Regions from separate parts of the Mus musculus genome. Here region 2 is linked to region 1. Evidence: chromatin contacts called from public Hi-C data. All regions are on one chromosome and are shown on one strand. Each heading gives the region's core, a stretch centred on a gene start, on an enhancer-like site or on the middle of the called end of the contact. The rest is flanking DNA. Distances are from core to core; before and after follow the strand shown.

Region 1 (5,582 bases), core at 1,355-3,854:
ATTTCACCTGTCGATGGAAGACTTGAGACTCCATTGGTCTAATTTCAGAGCTGACATTAGAAATAGCCATGCCTGTTTATCCCTTGAGTGCAAGCTTAGGCACTTTTGCTAAAGTGTATTTAGTATAACGTATTTTTTATAGGAGATATTTTACATAAAAAGTTTGTGGTTAAATAAACCTAACAAGTTAATATAACTAAGGTCTCACACAATTCACAATGCATTTAAACATAACTACTACTTTGAGAAATGTTGTCGTAAATAAACAGTTAATAAATCATCTGGCAACCAACAATGTTCTCCTTATGCAAATGTCTGCAAGTATTCAGGGACTAGGGAAATATGCTATTGTATTCCAGGAAGTATCTATGTACTTGAACCTTGCTCACTGGTGCAAGTCTTTTGTGGCCTTGCCTTGGGAAACTGTACCACAAAGACACCTTTTGTTGATCAGTGTTCAACAGAGGCGTTAATCTTTGATAAGTCAACTCCTACATCCACTTGCTGGGATCTCTACTCTCCATTTCCAGAACTATTTGCATTGTTTTACCTGACATACTACCATCGACTTAAGTGTAAGCAATGGCTAAAATCAGCAGTTAAATGTACAATTGTTCTGTAATATCAACATAGAGAAGACCCCCAACAGAGACAAGGCTGATTGACAACTCCCATGGAAATCCAAGTTCCCCAGCCTCTCTAGATAGCTAGATCTATCTAGCCTTTGCAGTAACTGCATCACTCAGAAACTAGTGAAGAGAAAATGATCTCTGTAGAACTGTGCTCTACACTCTCTTGATAGGATTCCAGAACTTTGCCTTTCCCTGTGCCTCTAACACTTACGGACAGATGGTTCAGACAAAGCAGATCCTTCTATAACTGTTGAATTATTAGATGCATTTAAAATAGCATTAGTTATATAAGCATGAATTTTATTGACATATTCAACATATTACATTTTTCTATATAAGTATGCACAGATAAATATATTACTATTATGTCAGTGTTACATACTCTCAGAGAGAGAGAGAGAGAGAGAGAGAGAGAGAGAGAGAGAGAGAGAGAGAAGAGAGAGAGAGAATTTTAAAAGCTGGAGGCAATTCACCAAGCCCCAGAAGGCTCACACTTACATATTTCCATTTGCCAAACATGAGGTTCTGAGGTACATCGAGACGGCAAGGCATGACAATGGTGTCTCCATATGCTGAGTTGACAGTGTACCATCCAAGGCCTTTGGGCAAAAGGGGAAAGAGATGTTGAATATTGTCCTGAAGCGATAGCAGAGGAATACAGGAGAATTTACAAGCTGATTATGTTCTTCACTGTACTTACTAGGAATATATTTCACAGAAACATGAAGCTGTGCCAGAAATAACATGTTCAAAGATCTCAAAATAGCTTGAAATACATTTTCATGGAACGGATTATCAAATTTACCTCTTAGAAAATTAATATTAAGTGACAAGATTTAAAAAAAAATAGCTCAAGTTAGAACAAATTTCAACTTTATCTAGATGGAGAAATGCTAGTATTCAAGTAGCTGATTTTTTTTCTTTTTTCTTCTGTTTTTTTGAGACAGGGTTTCTCTGTGTAGCCCTGGCTGCCCTGGAACTCACTTTGTAGACCAGGCTGGCCTTGAACTCAGAAATCTGCCTGCCTCTGCCTCCTGAGTGCTGGGATTAAAGGCGTGTGCCACCACGCCTGGCTCAAGTAGCTGATTTTATAGACAAAATTCCTACTAAATTTTAACTTTTCATAAAACATTAATATGCTAAAATTATAGTACAAAAATTCTGTTCTCACAAGGAATTATTCACAAAGTGGTTAGCTGCTGCATTAGGGCATCAATCTAATTTAAAATGTTGTTTGTTAGTCTGGTACACAAAAAAAGAAACGGGTCATTTCATCCTTTAATGAGCTAAGTAATAAAAAATTACAATGTGAAAAGAATAATTTTGACTAGGAACGTAAAATATTTTTTGTATCTATTTATAATCCTGGAGTTTTGAAAAACTTTAAGACTTTACGGACAGAAAAAAACAAACTCTTTACGGTCTTCCTTCAAGGTCAGTGTGAAAATGCATTAGTAATTACATAACCTAGAAAGAGGAAGAGGGATGGGTAGAAGGATGATTAAAATAAACAGATCAAAACAAACAAGCAACCGATAAGAGGGGTAACATCCAGTCCTGAGGAGCCCAGCGGTGTGCCATATGCTTTACAAGGAACTGGATGAGAGCCGCTTACAAATATGAATCCATATGAAGCAACAGAACTGCCCTTTATCCTGATTCCATCAGATCATAGCATGTATACCTGTAGACACACATCACATCCTACTCTCTAAATACGCAAAACTCATATGTGCTCACTAAAAAGAAAAAAAAATCTACTTTGATACTTGCATTGCCAATAGTAGCAAGGAAACATCTCAGACACCTCAACTTCTCAGGTTTACAGAGCTCTTTAAGGTTTACGAAGCTCGTGGGTGGATATCCAGTAAGGAATACCCTAGGTGGTAGAGAGCATGAAGGGGCTATTCTAATCTGCAGGGGGAAAGCATAAGCAGAGGTTATTTCGTCCAGCAGGTGGTGCTCAAGGGCAAAGCTAAGGCAGCCCGCAACACACAATAAATAAAACCATCTTGGGACTTTCTGAACTGGAGCACCCGTGGGTGAATAGACGGTACCTTTCCCGGTTACCCATTCACTGTACGGTATACATAAGAGCTTTACACCGGGATAGAAATCACTAATGTTATTAAGGAAGGGAGGTGACACAATTCCTATTCTAAAATTCAAATGCTCAAGAGGCTACTTCCTCTCTAAATACGTCTCTGTGAACAAGAATAGAAGGAGCCACTGGGTAGCACAAACTGTTCAAGAACTTTTTACCACTGTAAAGATACAGGATAGTATGCAGAAGCAACGAGACTGTATTTCCATTTTGTATTTGAAAATGAAAAAATACATACAATTGTTCACCGTATACCCAGGATCTGTTAAAATAACCTTAAAACTTTCCCATAATTTTGTTTTCCTCATGCTCAGATTATTACTCCCTTTGACATTAAACCATCGGATATCAGAGGATCATAAAAGAATAAATAGTATTTTACTCTAGTTTTTATTTCATATATTTTGCAATGCTGAGGATTAAACCCAGGGCTTCAGGCATACAGGCAAATGAGCACACCAACTCTAATACTGGACTTTCTTTGCTATTTTATAATTTTTTAAAAAAATTGAAAATAGATTTTTCTTTCATACAATACATCCCAATTACAGTTACCCATCCCTCCATTCCTCCTACCTCCCCAACCTCCCCCAGATCCACTCTCCTTCCTTTTCTTTTTCAGAAAAGAACAAACCTCCAAAACGACAGCCAAACTGGACAAAATAAGATACAATAAGACAAGATGAGCGCCCTCATCTCAAGGCTGAACAAGGCAGGTCAATAGGAGCAGAAGAGTCCAAACAGCATGCAAAAGACGTATGCCGGCTTCCACTGTTAGAGGTCCCACAAAAAACCACCAAGCAAACACCCATAACACGCATGCAGAGGACCTGGTGCAAACTCACACAGGCCCCGTACCTGCTGCTTCATCTCCATGGGCCCATGTGACCCCTGCTTAGTTGATTCAGTGAGCCTTGGTCTCTTGGTGTCTTCCAACACCTTTGACTCCCAAATACTGGACTTTTATATGTGTGATCCCTAACAGGCATATTAACCTTGAATAGGCTGTTCTAATAGGACACAGCTCTGGTTTTCTCTATCAGGTTCCTGCATGTGGTAATTTTAGCATGTATTTTAATTTGTGGCTAAGCATTGATAATGAAGATCAACAAAGCCACAGGTGACGTGTGATCTCACCTTTTACAGTAAAGCACTTGCATGTGATGGTGGATTGGCATTTCACCTTCATCTGTGACAGGTTGCACCCTGATAATTGGCTCACGTTTTTATAGAACACCTTCTTTTGACAATTGGTGCTGATTCCAAGGTAGACCAAGCAATGCAGTTTGCAGAGAGCTCAGGATCCCTTGATGTCCATCCTTCATAAGGTAAGCAAGCAAAGGCCTTTCCCAAAATGTTGATCACTGATCTTCCCAGATACTATTCTTCTCTTCTACCCTCATGGAAGATTAATGTTCTATACATATGCCAGATTTTATGTCAGATTTTAAAGTTGCATGAATCTGAAGTATATCTTGTATTATTACCATGATCAGAGCACAATAGTGGCAGAGAAAACAACAAGCATTTTTAAACTCCATATTCTGATACTTAAGAAATTTAGTAAATAGCATTGGAAATGTAAATGAGCTAAATACCTAATAAAAAATGGAAAAAAAAAGAAATTTAGTAAAATGGTTTATCATTTGAATGTGGTGACATCCTTTTCATTTTACTTATCTAATATATTTGGAAATTAGAAATAACTTATAGCAATGGAACTTTGAGGTATTCTTATTGCTTCACCATATTCTAAAAGCATTATATTTTGCATGGGCTGAGAACATGGATTTTTTGTTGTTGTTGTTGTTGTTGTTGTTATCTATTGTCTTGAGGAGAAAAAAAAACCAAAACATGAAAACAAATACATTTCATGGTAGTTCATGGAAGCCTCTCTTCCATCTCCCGCAAGTTTAAGAACTATTTCTGCTCTCTGATTTACAGATGATGCATCTCGTGAGACCACAAAGCAAAGTGTTGACACTTCAACTGTTTTGACAACTCAGGGGTCACATCTTATAGTGACAATGCCAAATTGAATTCAGCTAGGGCAGGACTCTAATGAAAGAAGAAATTCAAAGGAAATAAGACACATGACAGAATCAGGGACAACAGAGAAAGACAAACAGTCAGAGACAGAATCTCTGTTCCACAGACTCAGAAAAGGATAAGTACATTGGATCATGTGATGAGCCATAATAATGCTTATGTTGGGATCAATTTTCTAGTTGGCTACAGCCATCAACTTGCTTCTACTAAGGTCGTATGACTTCCTGTTTCATCTGTGTGAAAGATGCAGGGTGTGCCTCGGCGGGAGAGCTAAGGTGTTTAACCTCCTAGAGATACAGTAACTATAGAGACCGTGGTGATTTGATAATGAATTAGCGTCCTAACGCCTAGAGATGTCCAGAAGGGGCAGCAAGACAGGGAAAAACCCATCACCCTGAGTGATTCTGTTTGCACCTTTCATAGAAGAAAAAGCCTTTTATCTTTAAACTACCAGATCTGAAAATTGAGTTTGGCTTACTAGAATTCTCCCGCAGTTTCCTTCCTGTAATAGTCATTAACTAAATTATTGAATTTTGTGCTCTACAGATTATTTGGCACTATTAAAAATACAAACTGTCTGTCAGATATTTCATTAAGATGCTGAACTTACAACATAACATAGTAGACTGTGGATGTGCACAATATGTATATGAGCATCCATATCCACGTGTGTGTATATGTTATTTGTGCCTGCAGTTGTATCTCTGTGCGAATGGATGTGTATATCTGAAGGATAAAGGACAATTTCAAGTGTCTTTCTTCAGGTGCCACTGATCATTTTACGATGCCACTATCTC
Region 2 (5,582 bases), core at 1,137-3,636, 120 kb after region 1:
ACATAACATAGTATGCATTTTTATTACACCAAAAGCTCTAGTATTTGATAGGCTCAGTTTATATGTCACAGATATAACCTGCAAAATTTGTGGTTTACTTTCCCAAAGCAATGTTTATAAAGAATGAGCAAAAAAAGAGAATGAAAGAACGAGGATGTGCCTTTATGAAGTCTCTACTTACATTTCCAGCTAAATGCTGGAAGAAAAGCAAGAGCAACCTTTAGAATGCATGAGGGGTGATGCGCTGGCTATCCTCATTTCACAAAGGACAACTTTGGGAGACACACTTTAGTTTTGCTTGCATTATAATCTTCTGAAGAAAATGGGTTGGGCAAAGTATTACGATTCCTCTCTAGCACACCACTTGATAGAACCTAACAAAAACATTATTATAAGAAAATTCATTTACAATGGGGGACTTGATGACATAAATTAAAAGTAAGATTAAACTCCACAAACAGAAACCATACAAACTCTTTAATAGTCTCTCAAGGCATATAAAATTTTATATGATATGTATATTATATATGCATATATATATATATATATCCACTTCACCTATTATTAAAGAAACCCTAAAACTATTAAGACATTAGTACAATCTCTTCTCTTTGAATGTTCTCTGTGGAGTAGGCCATGTCAATAATGAATGATACCATGCTTATGAATGAAGGAGGAAAAGAAACAGATACACAAGCTCAGTGCTTGGAGAAGTTGTGGTCCATCTCATTTTCACTCTTACTTGCTGCTGATGGTGATTACCCAAAACTTCCTCACGTCTGCCACAAGTGAATTCAACTTGACTTTGCCTGCTATTGAACTGTGCTCTGTGTCATTTGGTTTTATTGCTGACAACTAAGCCTATGATACGATTTCCACCATGTTTTTGCTTCACTTTAAAACTTAATCAGTCTTTATTTATTTCCAAGTGCAGCCCTTCCCCTTTAGCTTGCCTCTTCATTCTTTTTCACCCCACTCATGTTTTTTGTTGTTACTGATGTCGCTCAAATATTCCAGAAGTAAAAAATCTCTTAGCTTCTCAATCTAAACACTGCCACACCCAGTTCTCTATTTGCATTGTACTTCAGTGGCTTCTTCTTCGGCTGTTGTTCTCCTGAATATTTTGAAGCAGACCCTATGTCCCACTCATTTTATCCAGCACAGCAGTTACAGGCAGTGGCTGCCTCATAACTCTGTTAAACCATTTTGTCTTCCCAGCTGTCCCTTCTCCAGGTTTTCTTAAACTTGCATAGCAACCTGCCAGCTCTCCCTGCTTCCTTTCCAATTGTTTGGTCTTTCCTAGCACCTGACTCAGGTTGAGCCAATCAGAATCTTTCCCCTGTGCCTTTGGAATCAGACAAAATGTATTGGTTACTTTTCTAAAGTAAGAAGGAAAATAAAAAAGCTAAATTTAGAAGTGAATAGCTCATTTTCCTGTATGATCAGGTGGGATCGCACGCAGGAAGAGTGAAGACAGATAAATAAAGGGAGCGGAGGTTCTAAGGAAGCTGATGCTGCTCCTGCCCCCGGGGTCTAATTTGGTCCCCAGACCTCACTTCTAGCTTCCATGGCGTCCCTTGCTTGTATGTTTCTTCCACTCTCATTATCATAATTACAGTGAGAAATAACAAAAACAAAATCCGTGGAATATGGTCAGTCATATCAAATTTGTATTTTCCTCAGCAGTTATGAGATGACCACTACTTCTGACAAGGCCATTGTGTTGGGTCCAGGCGAAACAACGACTGTAAACTGCAGACTGCACGCGGTGATTCTCCAGATTATAGACAATGGTCTCCAGATTACAGACAATGGCTTGATGCAGATTTCATAGGGCCACAATTCACATTAAGGTGGGAAAGGAAAGACCACTGCTGCTTTGATAATGAATCCATGCATAGCCGAGGAAGCTCTACAAGAGTGGTTCTTTTTGCACACCCTATAACTGTGACGTATGAAACATTATGTCTATGGGTACATTGTGAAATTTGCTTAATGTTTCCTTTGTGCTGTTTGTTTGCTTGCTTGTGTTTTTTTTAATTAGATACTTTCTTCATTTACATTTCAAATGCTATCCCCAAAGCCCCCTGTACTCTCCCCCTGCCCTGCTCCCCAACCCACCCACTCCCACTTCCTGGCCCTGGCATTCCCCTGTACTGGGGCATATGATCTTCACAAGACCAAGGGCCTCTCCTCCCTCTGAATACCGACAAGCTCTAAAACGTTCTCTTCAGTTCAGGTTTATAAATCAGCACGGCATGAAGGAATCTCAGGAACTCTCTGACACCTCGGTAAATGTAAACTGTGACGACAAAGCAGAGACCTGCCCATGTGTCTGCCGAAGGGGGAATGAGGAATTCAGAGAAGCGTGGGGAGTAGGTATTTATCCAGAACTGTGGGCAATGTTTTCACAGGCTGGGACTGTGTGTTCTGCAGCAGACTCAAGTCTTAGGACACCTAAGCTGACCTAAGCTCGCCCACATCCATTTTATGAATTAATATCTGAGGTATAAACTCACAGGTAATGAGACACGCGTCGTGGGCAGCCATGGAGAAACAGTGGAACGCACACAAGCAACCAACTGCCCCCCAGTACCCTACTTTTAAGTTTCTTCAATTATCTAAGAAATAAATCTGACTTTTCCCACCTGTGTATGTTTTACAGGCAACCTCTTAGCCTGTTCATTGAGAGTACAACAGCTGGCCACTGGCACAGTACTGCTGAGAAAATACACTGACCTGTTCTGTAAAAAACACAGGCATTTCGTTTAGCTTAGGTGCGGTTAGACTTGTTTTGTGATTTGAACAGATCCACAGTGCTTTGGAACACACGCAGCCCAGCTCATAACTTGGAAGCACCTTTTCACTTGAATCAGCCCAGTTTCAAGACTTAGTGATGTCACTTAAAGCACGCTGGGATCGCTGATGACCTCCAGGCAGGTGTTTGCTGTACTTTTTAAATTTTAAAAAGTACAAGTTTACACCTTGTCTTAATTTTACTGTCCTTCTTTCAGGTATATATGTATATTTATCCAGTTTCTTGGTTGTTTCTTAATAAACATGATGACATATATTTTAAAGTCTAATATCTTTCAGATTAGCATTTTCCTTACCTGTGAACAAAATGTCAGACATAAAAGAAGGTCTGGAAATCAGGGGAATTTGGATCTCTCAATGCTAAAGCAAATTCTAAAAAGAATGAAGTGGCTCCTTAGACTGTCTATTATCCGAGAGCCGTTTAGTAAGTTATGTTTCTAAAAGGTTCCAGAGATGAAGTCTCTCTTCATCTGATGAGTTATGCATACATTCCATATGAATTTAAAAATAAACAAACAAAACAAACAAACAAAAAAACATTGTTGTTATGGCTATTCCCTGAGAGGTTCTACCAGCTCCTGACCAGTACAGATGCAGATACACATACCCAACCATTGGACTTAGCCTAGGGACTCCAATGGAAGAGCTAGGGGAAGGAATGAAGGAGCTGAGGGGATTGCAGACTCATAGAAAGAACAATATCAACTAACAGGACCACCCAGAGCTTCCAGAGTTGTGGAGGGGTAACCGAGAAGGAGGATCATTTGAAATGTAAACAAATAAAATGATTTAAAAAAAAAGAATTTTTAGATGTCATGGTATTTAGCTCAGCAATACTTCTCCAGTGAATCTCCAACAAAGAAATGAGACAACACTCTTCCATCTCTTTAAACAGTAAGTTAGAATAAGACAAATATTTTATAATATAGATAGCTATGGTTTGAAATGGTGTATGATTGAGAAAAATGGCTTAGCAATACAATATCTCTGTATGCTGTGTGGTGAGGTACATTCTTGAAAACCCTAGGCTTCACTTAGGTGGGGCAACATATTTGACTCAACAGACAATTATCATAACAGTGATAGTAACAATAATAGCAATATTTTCCCCAAATTAATGATTGAATGAGCTTATGATTAGGACTTGGACAATCTTAACTAAAAGTCATGCAACAGTCTTTAGATGCTTCTTATGGAAATGAAGGCTAGGTTTCTTGTATTTTTAGCTGATATGATTTTCTACTTTTTTTAATTGATAATATAGAAATACAATTCTTCAAACACTAGAAACCAACTAACCCTAAACCTGTTCACTCTATCTTCTTGTGTAACATAGTTCACGGCAAACGGTGTTTCTCAAACACTGGCTCTCAGAATATCTTAAGTTAGGCACAGGATTAAACAATGTTAAGCAAATTTACTTAAATCGGGAATTGTCAAAACTCACTTTATTGGAGCATCGTTGGGTTGTGTAAGCACATGCTATCTACCAGTTAATTTGGTCAAAGTCTAATTATTAATATTGCATGAATTAAGTGAAAATCTCTCCAGGAATAAAGTGATAAAAACGTGTCAAATAATCCACTCCATTAGGCATAATGTGGCACTAGCCTCAGAAGTCATAGATACAAAGCTTAAAGCCCCACTTCCTACATTTTCTTCTCAAGTGCCTTTGCACATCACCTCACAGGGGAACTTCTTACATTGATGAATCTATGTTCTGCTATTCTCTCTCTCTGATGATATCTTGTCAGCTAAATATCTACAAATCTCTTAACCAATCAAAAAGTCATCTAAGCAGCCCCATCTTACAGGACTAAATATTTAAATACTTATGAAAATGAAGAATCACTTCAATTCTGTCTTTAAATTTAAGTCAGAATGTTAACACATGTCTTAGGAAAGAAAGGAAAAAGAAGTAACAAAAATGTGTATGATTTGTCATCAAAATATTTACAGGATTCTACCTACATGTGTCCTGATTTTTTTTTAATTTAAAATAAATACATTAGTCCTGGAGAAAATATTGCTGTCTATACTCTTGGTAGTAACACTTTGACAATAATTTTGATATTTATAGTTTTTTTAAAGAATAGAAAAATTTAAACATCACAATGATATGAAATATTTTAGAGTTAAGAAATACTTATTCCCAGGCATCCTTTGATGAGTAAACGTAACTGTTTTGTGTGTTGGTGGTGGTGTGTGTGTGTATGTGGGGGATTTGTATAGGCAAACATGTAATGAGTTTGTTTTTGAATGTCCTCCACTCTTTGTTTGGTATCATCAAAGAAATGCACATAATTCTGCCACTCTGTTTTTCTTACTTTTTATAGTTTAGTAACTAAGGACAAACATAATTATAACAGTACAATTTTCTACTTTGTACCAGTCCCCTTCTTTCCTATTATGGTTGAGTACATTGAATATCTAACCTCTCCTTAGAAGGCCTATTATACTACAACATTCTACTAAAGATGTTAATAACAATGGAAGTAAAAACAACAATAGACAGCATCCTGAAGCGGGTCTTACTTGCCTTCACTTTGCTAATCACTTTCTAAACATTATCTCACCTTGGTCTTTCAACAAACATCTCCAGTAATTACTATTATTCTTTTCTCGGTACAGATAAAAAAATAGACTTAGAGACAGCATGGGGCCTGCCCAGTTATGTAACTTGTTTTAGATTTTTTTCTTTCTTTTTCTCTTAATAGAGTCATTTCATTCATACTATATAAATTCTATTTTTATTGAAAATAATT

The links. Hi-C and Micro-C count contacts between places; a contact is called where the count stands out from the background.
Region 2: a Hi-C map of the CH12 cell line shows a contact between it and region 1. The contact joins two enhancer-like sites. A contact is called at or near these places in 1 of 15 datasets of contacts at CTCF or cohesin (CD8 T cells), 43 of 484 Hi-C or Micro-C datasets (B cells, the C10 cell line, the C2C12 cell line and 32 more) and 9 of 115 datasets of contacts at active chromatin or transcription factors (PVALB interneurons, VIP interneurons, bone marrow-derived dendritic cells and 6 more).

The regions. Positions count from the first base shown.
Region 1 is chr16:52,308,682-52,314,263 of GRCm38.p6, forward strand. It overlaps Alcam (activated leukocyte cell adhesion molecule), which reads right to left. Exons shown (of 16, transcript NM_009655.3): 2 at 1,131-1,231. Among named protein-coding and RNA genes, the nearest start is that of Gm32597, 20 kb to the right of the region's middle. Within about 2 kb of position 2,605, at least 8 of the 459 cell types and tissues checked have an H3K27ac peak or open chromatin away from gene starts, as enhancers often do. A contact at or near this core is called in the CH12 cell line, where this site is marked.
Region 2 is chr16:52,431,030-52,436,611 of GRCm38.p6, forward strand. The region is part of intron 1 of Alcam (activated leukocyte cell adhesion molecule); the gene reads right to left. Among named protein-coding and RNA genes, the nearest start is that of Alcam, 19 kb to the right of the region's middle. Within about 2 kb of position 2,387, at least 18 of the 459 cell types and tissues checked have an H3K27ac peak or open chromatin away from gene starts, as enhancers often do. A contact at or near this core is called in the CH12 cell line, where this site is marked.